Regions from separate parts of the Mus musculus genome. Here region 2 is linked to region 1. The links are chromatin contacts, called in public promoter capture Hi-C maps. All regions are on one chromosome and are shown on one strand. The core of a region is the stretch at or near the end of the contact, and the rest is flanking DNA. Distances in the headings are between cores, read along the strand shown. Region 1 holds the start of Kdm5a (lysine (K)-specific demethylase 5A). Region 2 holds the start of Vamp1 (vesicle-associated membrane protein 1).

Region 1 (5,995 bases), core at 2,304-4,803:
TCGGCCTGCCAAGAAGACTTCACTGGGGTGTGCGTGGCTGAGGAGGAAGAGGAGGAGGAGGAATCTTAAACTTACTATGTATTCCAGGCTGGATTAAACCCTTGATTCTTATGTCTTGTTGTTCTGCTGGAATTATGGGATATCTGCCATGCTAAGTTTGTTAGCTTTAATTATTATTATATGAAAAATATAAATATACAAATACATAATCTATGTAAGTAAAAGTTTTTTGGCTCTTTCAGTACTTTTAAAATGTATACATGTTATTTTGACTTGAGACAAGATTTCATGTAGCCCAAGCTGATCTTGAACTTAGTAAGTAGCAGAGGATGACCTTGAATGCCAGACTACCAGGTATGGCTAAACTACAGTGAGGTCATACTACCAGCTATAGCTATCCTACAGTGAGATCTTTAAAAATATATACATGAGGGGGGTTAGTGAGATGGCTCAGTGGGTAAGAGCACTGACTGTTCCCTTGAAGATCCTGAGTTCAAATCCCAGCACCCATATGATGGCCCACAACCATCCGTAATGAGATCTGATGCCCTCTTCTGGTGTGTCTAAAGACAGCTAGAGTATACTTACATACAATAATAAATAAACCTTTAAAAATGTATACATGTGTGTATATGCTGCACATGTATGTGCCCTCATAAGTTTAAAGAGAGCATTAGATCTCCTGGAGCTCTGGTTATAGACAGATGCAAACCACTCATCGTGGCTGATGTGATCTGAACTCAGGTCTTCTGCAAGAGCAGCAAATGCTACTGTCTGGTGAGGGGATAGAGCCATTTCTCTATCCCCTATAAGGGTCTTTTTGTTACCATGTTTTCCTATGTAGCCTGCTGTCCTGGAACTCACTCTGTAGACTAGGCTGTCAATGAACTCGGACATCTGCCTGCCTCTGCCAAGTGTTAATATATTAAAGACCTCCACCAGCCAGCCACAATGGGCTGTTGACAAAATGTTTGAGGACTAACCAGGTATAGAAACTAAGGAAGGAGAATTCAGTTCAAAGATAGCACACCAGGCAACTTAGTGAGACCCTGTATCAAAATTCAGTTTAAAACAATGGATAAGGGGCCGCTGAGATGGTTTAGCCAACGAAGGCACTTGCTGACAAGTCTGATGGCTTCGGTCAGCTCCTGGAACCCACACGGTGGAGGTGAGAACTCACCATGTGGGTTCCAGCAGGTTGCCCTGTGATTTCCACATGTGCTCTGGGCCATGTAGACACGATATTTTTAGCTGCTTCGTGGCAGAGGACCTACCTGTGAAGCCCTGGCTTCAATCCTTAGTACTGCAAAATCAAACAACCCCACTACCCCACTACCCCACTACCCCACCGTGGGAATTAAAAGCCATTTCCTTAGAAATTCTGTGGGTTTTCTTTTTTTTTTAACATTTTTCACTCAATGAGATTTGCCCACTCCTGTCACTCTGATGTGAGGCTTTAAACAATAAACTGTATATACTTGCAGTTCCAGATACTGGGGAGGCTGATACAGGAAGATCATTAGCATCCAGTACAATAATAGCCTGGATGAAACAGAGAGACCCTGGCTCAAAAGTAAAATGAAATACATCAGAGGCCGTAATTCACAGTCTTGCCAAATACTTACCAGACTTAGATACTAATTTCATTCTACTCTAACACTGGTAACTTACAGATGAATATGTGGTGCTTGGAATGTATTTTCCTCAGTTTACTTGAGATGAATTCATTTTTCTTTAAAAGTTGCTTCTTTTGTTGCCTTTTTTTTTTTTTTTTTTTTTTTTTTTTTTAAATCCCAGGGCAGCCTTGACACAGACAGCTGAGGATGATCTTGGAGTTGTGATCCTTCAGGCTCCATCCCCAGCCAAATAACAATATATTTTGATTGCGTATGTAATGAAAGAACTTTTGATGAGTTTTAAATTTTCAAGTATACCAGGTACAGTTGTGCACACCTTTGCTCCTCCCAGCACTTGGGAGGTAGAGGCAGGGGTATCTCTGGGAGTCAGAGGCCAGTCTGGTCTACAGAGAGGTCCAGGACAACCAAGGCTCTACAGAGAAACCTTGTCTTGAAAAACAAACACAAAAATTTAAAACAGTCTTTTGAATTTTACTATTTCTCTTTTGATGTGCATAGTTCTTTTTTTTTCAGATTAAATGCTAAATGACCTAAGTCTTGTTATAAAATATTTTAGTAATTGTATATAATTCATCATACCTTCCTATGTCCATTTTTTCTCTGTATATCACTTTTTCCCTTTTTTCTTTAAGCAAGAAATGGAGACTATACTGGAGTTACAGCTCAGGACACATTTACCTAATATGTTCAAGGACTTGGGTTCAATTTCTAGTACAGAAAGTAATTGAACAAACTAGCCTGAGTCCATTTCCTTGCATTCCTGATCCTGACTAGCAGAATAGAACCTTTATTTATGAGTCAGCGTTTTACCTGATAGCCACCCCCCCACTCCAACCCCCCCAGCCTTTGATTACTTAATGTGTGAATTTGTAGATGAATGTATGTGGACCTGGCGTGAAGGTGAGGTCAGCTTTCAGTTCTCTCCTTTAACCATGGGGTTCCAGGAATCAAACTTAGGATTTCAAGCTTGGTGGCAAGTGCCCTTCACAGCTGAGCCACTGTTCTGGCCCTTACCCCGTATTCTTGACCATTCTGGAACTCGATAAGTGTACCATGTGGCCTTATGGTGCTCTTTCTACATCTCCTTCCCCAGAATTGAGTTTATAGTCCTGAGCCACCACACAGGGATTTTCCTTACTTACAAGGTCTCCCGTAGCCTAATCAGGCCTCAAATTCATATGCAGCTCGAACTGCCCCTAAAGCATCTACCTTCATCACCATAAAGGTATATGGATGTGGAGGGCACAGGATAACTTTGGAGCCGGTTCTTGCCTTCAACCTTGTAGAGTCAGGCTTAGACGCATAAAGGAACTGTAGGACCGTATACCAGAAACGTGGCTTTTTTTTTTTTTAAACCAGCCATTGCTGATCGGAACTCTATGCGTGTGCAACTATGCCCGGCCTTCCAAGTAGAGGTTTCTGACAAGGTGACCAGTTTCATACCAAACTGAAATGGGTTGGTTACAAAGCAAGCGTTTTCAGGCCCTGCTTACTACTCAAATACGGTTTCGGGATGGCTGCCAACAGCTAGACTAGCAAGGCCAGGCCCTCTATGGGTAGGTTCCCAGTGTCGTGAGAAAAAGCAAGTCGCAGCTGGTGGTGAAGGCCGGCCCATGTAATGACGGAATTGGGCTGAAACCTATTGGTCACGGAGAAGCGAGAAACCCGTACGAAGGCGACCGAGCGAAACGAGTTGTACAAGACTAGCATTCGAAAGAAGGAAACGGAGACGCGGAAACTCGGCCAAGAGTTCGTCACTTGTCCAAACCTAGACAACGATGTTAAAAACAGGTCTCGGAGAACGAACAAACCCGGCCGACTAGCCACGGAGGGGCCCACCTTGCGTTCGTGTCCCCACCCCCGACACAAAGAGGAACCGGAAGCCCCTTACCGGAAGCAGTACCTCTGCTCTCCGAGGCATTACACATTCCTCCGCGCGCCGGAAGCGCGCGTTCCACCTTGCGGGGTAGCTTTTCCCTCGCCTCTCCTCGAGAGAGGTCGCGGCGCCTTGAGGGGCCGCGCACCCGGGGTGGACGGAGGGCGCAGAACTTTGACAGGCAAGCTGTGAGAAAACAAAAAACCAAAATAAAACAAAAAAGCTCCGCCGGCCGTCATGGAAGGGAGCGAGGAGAGAAGACCCGACTAGACGTGGCGGCGGTGGGATTTTGTTTCCTGCGGTGGCGGACTGATTTAGCAGCACGTTAACTTCCGGGAGCGTCCTGCCCCTGAGAGGAAAAGCCCTGAAGGAAACAATAACAAACGAGCGGAGGGAGAGCGGCTGGCGCTCCTGTGAGGACTCGTTCTCGTCCTAAGAAGATGCGCTGCGGCCCCAGTGCGGGGACGTGAGAGGGCTTTGGTGGCCGTCAGCCAAGCCTTTCCTCGCTTGTGCACCTCAGGCCCCCCTGGCTTTTTATTTTATTTTTTGGTGACCATGGCGTCCGTGGGCCCGGGGGGCTACGCGGCGGAGTTCGTGCCACCGCCCGAGTGCCCGGTCTTTGAGCCCAGTTGGGAGGAGTTCACAGACCCGCTGAGTTTTATCGGGCGCATCCGGCCCTTTGCGGAGAAAACGGGCATCTGCAAAATCCGGCCACCCAAGGTAGCGTCGCCTGAGGGCGGGGACGGGGGGCGTGCTGGGGCGGCGGGACGGTCCTCCTCCTCCCCGTGGCTTTCCTCTTTGGGGGTCTTCCGTGCTCTCCGGGGGCCCCTCCCTCCTCTCTTGGTGTCCCGAGGCCACTTTTGAGGATGTTTTTTGCCCTGGTTTCTGAACGCAGTTTCACGTCCACTTTGACATTTTATTTGATCGCGTGTGAGTGTGTGTGTGTGTGTGTGTGTGTGTGTGTGAGAGAGAGAGAGAGAGAGAGAGAGAGAGAGAGACAGACAGACAGAGAGACAGACAGACAGAGAGAGGGAGAGAGGGGAGGAGAGCGAGAGAGCGCTCGCGGAGGGGTCAGAGGACATTTTGTAGGAGTCGATTCTCTTCCTGCGTTGTGGGGGTTGTGGGTCTCCGGGCTCGAACTCAAGATTGTCAGGCTTTGGCCTGACGACTGGGCCATCGCATCGCTTCTCAGGTCCCCCTTCAAAAGACAGAAAGAGGTGTCTCTGGGACCTTTTCCTTCCCAGAACTTATTGGGCACGGATATTGTAGTGTGGATTGGAGGTAAGGATAACAAAAGGCTTCAGGCCCTTCCTAGGGAAAGGCGTTTGAAGTGTCCTGTCATCAGCTCACGCACCATCTTTCTGTTTGCGTGTTAAAAAAAACCCCACTAATGTCGACCGTTTTTGTGTCCAAGCCTACTGATGTTCAGTTTATCAAACCTTTGCAGGCCACTACTCGGGTTTCTTAAATTTAGTAATCCGAACTCAGGTTGTCTACAGGGTGATGTCACTAGACTAGAACCCCCACGCTAATTATTACTGCAACAAGGAGGCATCCTTGAGAAAGATAAAGAGCATTAATTTTTTGTTTTTGTTTTTGTTTTTTTAATGTAGAGGTTTAGAAAGAATTGGCCAATGAATGGTGATGGAAGAAAACGTTGAAATCTCTATATGTAAGAAATAAGAAAGTAAGGGACAAAGATTCCCAAACTGTACTATAAATAATCAAGTTTGCCTATAAATTGGTTAATTAACCTCACTTTCTAAGGTTAGGAAAGCAAATGATACCCGGTAATGAGTGGAATTAATTCCCTCGGAGGTTAAGTTATATGCTCAAGGTCAAAGGGTGGTTTTGTTTTTTTAAAAAAAAAAAATATTAGGTGTTTTCCAAATAATGTTGTTGGTGTGGGAGAATGCTGCAAGGCCCAGGCTTCCATCCTCACTAACATGGGAGAAAAACCTTGTCCAAATGTTGCTGAAAAATGAGCACCAGCGTCAACTGGATGTTGTTTAGAAGAGATCCCTGTGCCTTATTAAAGTAGAACCAAAGTGTGGCTGCAGATGTCATTTATTTGGTTCTACGGTTCTCTTCCCTAGCAGGCACCCAGATGACTTTTGTCCTTGTTGTTAAGATGGTCAGGCTCTGTAACCTAGGCTGATTTGGAACTTTTAAGCCTCCTGCCTCTACTTCAGAGTACTAGAATTATGGCCATGTGCCATACCCGAGTCAGTGGATTTTTTTCTTTCTTTTTAAGTTTTACTTGGTAAACTTGTGTGTTTATTGGACACTGTTTTTGCATTTGACAAGCTCATTGTATTCTTCCTGAATAACCTTGGAGAGTGTAACTGTATATTGTGGAATGAGAATTGCTTTTCCAAGTAATATTAAAATGTAAATTATAAGAACATTGCTTGCTTTTTTTTTTTTTTTTGTCTCTATAGTGAAGACTTAGATATGCTATGATTTGTGGCAGCTCCATGCT
Region 2 (6,393 bases), core at 366-2,865, 4.9 Mb after region 1:
TCCAAAGACGTAAACGCTTGCACACAGGACACCAACATGTGGACATCTGAGTGAAACACATGATTGCCTGAGAGTTAGTCTCTGGGGGATGGGGATGGAGCTCAGTTGGCAGAGTGAATGCCTAGCATGCAAAAGGAACAGAGTACGCTGACCAGCGCTGCAGAAAACTGGGCATGGTGGTAAACTTCTGCAGTCCTAGCATTCAGGAGGCAGAAGTAGGAGGACCAGAATTTCAAGGTCATTCTTGACTACATTTCATGTTTGAAGCCAGCCTGGACTACACAAGCCTCTGTTTCTGCTGGGAAAAGAGTCTCTGAACGTCAAGTTGTAACTGTCCTATTAATGTTACTATGTTCTCTTTCCTTTTGCATGGATGCCTAAGATATAAACATTTACACTGCATCCAAAACCTAAGCTTCCACTAAATGTAAAATAAGAATTCTAAGGCTAGGAAAACGCAACCACAGCTATAGATTCCTTTAAAGCTGTGAAGCATAAAATAATGTTGAATTTTACAACTGATGTCTAGGAAAGGGATTCTACTGGAAGAGAGAAGAAACGTCTTTAAGTATTGAGAAGGAAAAATTGATTCTACTTAGATTTTGGAGGAGGAGTAAAGAGGAAAGGGCTGGGGCTGGAGAGAGATGGCTCAGTGGTGGAGGGAGCATATTGCTTTTGCAGAGGGTTTGGTTCCCAGCACTCACATATACTCAAAACCATCTAGGGAATAACCCTCCTCTGGCCTCCAAGGGCACCCAAGCATGCATAGATGCAGGCAGAAACTTGTACCATAATATATATATACATATGTGTGTGTGTGTGTATATATATATATATATATATATATATATATATATATATACACACACACACATACATACGCATAATGTGTGTGTATATATATATACATATATGTGTGTATATATATATATATACACACATATATATGTGTGTGTGTATCTATATATCTGTATATATGTATATATCTATATCTATCTATCTATCTATCTATCTATCTATCTATCTATCTATCTATCTATAGAGAGAGGTCTCAAAAAACAAAACAAAGCATAAACATAAAATAGGGAAGTCTACTTTAGTTCAGGTTTCTGGGCTGGGTTAACTAAGTCGCTGTGTTAACAGGTTTAGGGATGAAGTTCGTGATAGGGAAGAGAAGAATGAAGAATGTGGGTTTTATGGTCTCAGGCAGGGATGGTGACGGGGTGGTCCTGTGGCCAAGGACTTCATGAATATGCATTCACTGCTGAACCTCGCAGCCAGTTGGATTCCAGCGTCTAAGTCACTTGGGTTTCCTTCTGCCAGGTGCTGTGGGCGGGAGCGGTAAGAATGACAGCAGTCTCCAGCTCAGCGATTGGCTGGTAGGCACCATAAAAGGTCTAACTCAGCGGCGGAGACAGAGTTTGAGCTGGACTTTAAGCAAGCCACTTTTGTATTGGTCAGTGAAGAAATAGAAATAAGAGGACAATGGTAATTGCTGTAGTTGTGGGGGCGGGACTAGCAGGCCATTTCTCACGAGGATTGGACCTGGAGGTTTTGACATCATCCGAGAGGCGTGGTCATGTCTAATAAAGCCGAGAGCCGGCCCTGCACCTGCAGTAAGTTCCACCGCAGTTAGAGTTCCGGGTGTTTCGTGTGAGGCGGCGCTCGACAGTTCCGTCTGCTTCAGCCGCAGTGTCTCCCTGCCCGTCTCGTTGCATTCTCCAGAGAGGGGACGGACCTCCACTTCCTCTTTCAGAAAAATGTGAGTTGACTCTGCTCTAGGGTCCTCGACACCTCTTTACCGACTCTCCCCCGCAGTGTCCGACTCTGCGGGACGGGAAATGGCGCATTGCAGCAGCTGCGGCGACGCCGGGAACCACCAGCTCGCGCCGCCCCCAGACCGGGCCACCCCGGACTGCGGGCAGCGCTCCATCCCGCACCAACTGCAGCTGGCACTCCATGGCAGGGCGAGGGCGCGGGGGTCCCACGTACACCGCACCCTCCCCTCTTGTCTTTGTATCGTGGAACCCCAAAGGGGAAAAAGTGGGGGAGGTATAGATTCAGACAGGAAACTCGGAGACCCTTTCTTGTTTGACAGACTCTTAAAGCCTCTGGGAAGACTTATAGGTGTTCCTGTCCATTCTTGACTTGGAGTGCCCGCAGTCTCTGCGTTATGCATGCCCCTCACCCAGAGTGTGATGTACCTGCCTCATGGCTGTGAGCAAAGCTGCAGAAACTTAACTTGCTAGTTCTGTGGCGCCTTGCGAGTAGCTCAGAAAGTCTCAGGGGACAGTGGTATGAAATCTTAATGCAGCTGTTTATGCTAAGGCGATTTCCAGTGATCAAGTCCTAGCCAAATAAATATTGGAGGAGAAATAGGGAGAACAGTGAATTCTTCATTTTATCCAAAACACATAGTTTAGCCTTTAGCTCTTTTTGGCATCATCCCCTTCTGTGGCCAGATAAATTAAGAACTTCCCTTTAGGATCACATACACACAATGAAGAATTTTCTTTCTTTTCATTTATTATCTGAATCTCTTGCCTGGTGCTAGATTTATTTGTGTTTGTTCCCTCTTCCTCTCTCTCTCCCTCTTCCTCTCTCTCTCCCTCTTCCTCGCTCTCTCTATCCCCCTTCTTTGTTTGGCTTTTCCATATAGGGTTTCTCTGTGTACCCCTGGCTGTCTCAGAATTCCCTCTATAGACAAGGCTGGCCTTGAACTCAGAGATCCACCTGCCCCTGGCTTCCAAGTGCTGGGATTAAAGGTGTGCACCACTACACTCTGCTTGTGTTGCCTCTATTGGCAAAAGGGGGGCAGGATTTTGTATTACATAAGGGTTATAACTCCCTGAATAGGTTAGGGTGGAGTGTTTCTACCTGCCACAAATAGTAAATAAAGTGAGTTCTCCAAAGCTTCACAGCCATTTTATCCGTTCTCTGCATTAACATTCTGTGCAGTTTTTACAAGCCCATAGATCTAGATGTTTAGGGGAGGGGAGGGGTCCTTCTTAGTTGACTGGCTGCAGGTAGTTTCATGTGTGATGTTTGGAAGGAGGTTGAGAAAGCATGGTGGCTAGCAGGGAATCACGAGGTCTCTGACCTTAATCTTGTCATTGGTGCCACCATCCTGGACACCTTCCAACACTAGCTGCTACCAACTCATTGAAATCCCTCCCTCTGGTCTAGAACTAGATTGCTTAGCTAGCTCAGTAGCAGTGCAGATCCTGTGGCTCCCATGGCTTTGCAGATTCCTCTATGTTTAGGAAGGAAATGGGAAAGCGGCCCTTTAAGTGGAAGAAGCTGGTGTAATCTGCTAATAGAGTCTTTCTGAGGGGCTTCTACATCTTGATCTTAGCCAAAAGGCCGAGAAGCGGTTGGGGTTATTACATCGTGTCTAGAACATTTCCCTTAGTTATGGAAAAAGAGATTCTGCATCTTGGTTCTGTTGTAATTAATCAAGGAATTTACTTTTTTTTTAGCAACTTTCTGGTGGCTTAACCTTTACTGTACTTATTCTTGGACTTTTCTAGCAAAGATTTTTTTTTTTTTTAGCACTTAAGAAATTTCTATTCCCCATCAAATTTTAGCTTTCTCTCTTTACCTTGCTTCTGTGGGTTTAACTCTGGGAACTCGTTAGCTGGTGACTGTCAGAGAGGAGTTCATCTTCAGGCCCCACCGTTGCTTTAACCCCAGCAGATGGGGAGGCAGAGGCAGATAGATCTGTATTTCAGGCTAGCCTGGTCTACATAGAGAGTTCCAGGACACCCAGGGCTTCGTGAGACCTCATCTCAAAACAAAACACCCGAAACACAAACCAAACCAAACCAAACCCACTCTGGATTATTCCCTTCTAAGGCCGTGGGAACGCTTTGCCCTCAGCGGTGCTGGTGGAGAGACTTGAACTCACAGCAGTGTAGTTCAAGCTTCCTTATCTGACACGGGACTGGGTAACTATCCTGAGACATCGCCCAGTCTGAAGATGAATGGACAGAGTGTCTGCTGTGTGTACACTGAGGACTGTTTCTAGCATTTTTATTTCTGGTCTGTGCTTTTCGGAACGACTAGTATAATTGTTTTAGGTCTCAGATTCATTTTAAATGAAACTCCTGGCTTCTCTGCCAAGAACAGAACAACCGGCTTGGATTCACTCCACCTATACAGACTTTGCTTTTGGTGATTCTCCAAACTGTCTTTGCAGCAGCCGTGATGTTCCAACTACAGTGTGAAGCCCAACCGGGAACCAGACCCTGCCCCAAGCAGGACCGTCGACTTGCCCCTTTCATATTCACACTTCAGATTCACGTGGCCTTACGATTTAATGTTTTCTACAAATTTCTCTTCCCCTGGATTGGGTTGTCCCATCTTATTTCATGTGAGGAGCTTGTAGTGGCCAGGCAAATTCCATCTAGGTCAAGGCTGGCATATTTGTCCCTATGGCCATTGTGCCAGAGGATGTGTCTGAGTTTGCCTCTCAGTACTTGGGGGTGGCTGAGGAGCTAAAATGCCTTCCGTTTTCAATCAGCATTTGCTTTGGTGGTGTGAGGTGAGGATGCATAGGATTCTTTTCTTGTCTCAGTTACGTTGTGTACTGTTTGCCTCTCTCCACAGGTCTGCTCCAGCTCAACCGCCTGCTGAAGGGACAGAAGGAGCTGCCCCTGGTGGGGGTCCTCCTGGTCCTCCTCCCAACATGACCAGTAACAGGCGGTTACAGCAGACCCAGGCACAAGTGGAGGAGGTAGGCGCCTGGCACCCTCCGTGAGAGTGTCTAAGTCAAGGATCGGTTTACCCATCTTCCTCTTTTTTATAGGGGAGAGGCTCAGGGGGTGGGGTGGGGCAAAGCGTGCCATGGATCCAAAGGCCTTGGCTTGTGATCTCCCAGGCATTATTCATTTTCTCGGTCTCTAGGGGGGAAATCTCAGCGTCTTTATTTCTGCAATCTCCTTAGGTGGTGGACATCATGCGTGTGAATGTGGACAAGGTCTTGGAGAGGGACCAGAAGTTGTCAGAGCTGGATGACCGGGCTGACGCCTTGCAGGCCGGAGCATCACAATTTGAGAGCAGTGCTGCCAAGCTAAAAAGGAAGTACTGGTGGAAAAACTGCAAGGTGAGATTCCCTGCCCCCTCCAGCTTTTCCTGCCTCGCTCCCCTCTCAGGAGGCAAGAGAGCCATTAACTTCTCATTTTCTTTCCTCTGAAATCTGGAAGCCTCCTTGATATGTAGTACCTGTGTTGGCCACCAGGGTAGGCTAGAGTAACAGAACCACTAAGAAAGCCCTAGGTAGAGGAACTCAGAATTTAGACTAGTGAGGTAGCTCTTTCTCATTTAGTATCTTCTGCAGAAAGTCTCACCTGGCTCTTTCCTCAGACACCCAGCAGCCATACACTGGCTCAGTATATGTATTTAAACATCCACAACTTCTGTAGCCTGAGCAGGTACTTCACAAAGTTTGCCCATCCATTGGAATTCCAAGAGAAAAAAACAAACAGGCAACAGGAAGTAAACAACATGAGGCTGCAGGTCCTATGCTCCTGAGGTTGTGACCGTACAAGAGGCAGAGGCCTGTGGGTGGTCCCATCTCTGAGTGCAAGGGCTCATGCTCTGTCCCCATCTGTCTCCTCAGATGATGATCATGCTGGGAGCTATCTGTGCCATCATCGTGGTAGTGATTGTAAGTAAGTATCGCTGAGGTCGCTGATGGGGTGAAGAGGTGGGAAGGTCCTGGAGACTTCTCCCAGCCCTGCCTGCCTGCCTGCCTGCCTGCCTGGGGAGTGGGGCCGCTCTGCAGAGGTATGGAGACGGCTACTGGGGGATCGTCGTCTGGTTTGGGAGGGAGGAAGGGCAAAAACAAGGACATTCCTTGATGGACAAGCCGCCCCCCTGCAAAGGATTGTGGGAGATTGCCCCTTCTGCTGAGGAGGTGGGTTGAGCTGTTTGCCACTAGCTTGGGTCCAAGGGAGACCTTGGGGCTGGGGTGCCTGTTACTGAGAGACCTGAATGTCTGGTGATGTGCTGTAACTTGCCCTCTTGTTCTCTCCTGTCTCTTTTTTCCTTCTCCGTCTGGGACTTGCTGGTTCCTGTGTCCAGTCTACTTTTTTACTTGAGAATGTGCCATCCCTTCCCTGTTCTCCATTGCCACCCAAGCTCATGTCTCTTCCCCTCTGTTTGCTTTCTCAACAAACTCCTCCATCCTCCGTTCTCCATCCTGGCCCAGGCTTCTCCATGACCCTTCCTTTACTGTTGCGTTCATTTGCACCCTTCCTCAAAACTAGAAATGCTGCTCGTGGTCCAGTCCTGAAGTCACTACCCGAAGACAACGGCTGGCACCTCCTCCTTACCCATTTATCGTGTGCCTGGAGCTTAAAAGAGTTGTGGCCAAAGGGAAGGAGGGGGCCG

Evidence for each region. Promoter capture Hi-C pulls out the DNA fragments that hold promoters and counts their contacts.
Region 2: a contact with region 1 is called in a promoter capture Hi-C map of cranial neural crest. The contact joins the promoter of Vamp1 here to the promoter of Kdm5a in region 1. A contact is called at or near these places in 1 of 39 promoter capture datasets (cranial neural crest) and 1 of 9 other capture datasets (adipose tissue).

What each region holds. Positions count from the first base shown.
Region 1 is chr6:120,360,546-120,366,540 of GRCm38.p6, forward strand. It overlaps Kdm5a (lysine (K)-specific demethylase 5A), which reads left to right and starts at 3,554. Exons shown (of 28, transcript NM_145997.2): 1 at 3,554-4,233. The coding sequence starts at 4,069. It also overlaps a transcript of Ccdc77 not described here.
Region 2 is chr6:125,213,966-125,220,358 of GRCm38.p6, forward strand. Vamp1 (vesicle-associated membrane protein 1) reads left to right here and starts at 1,616. Exons shown (of 5, transcript NM_009496.3): 1 at 1,616-1,762; 2 at 4,609-4,735; 3 at 4,946-5,104; 4 at 5,621-5,672; 5 at 6,085-6,393. The coding sequence starts at 1,761. The coding sequence ends at 6,101.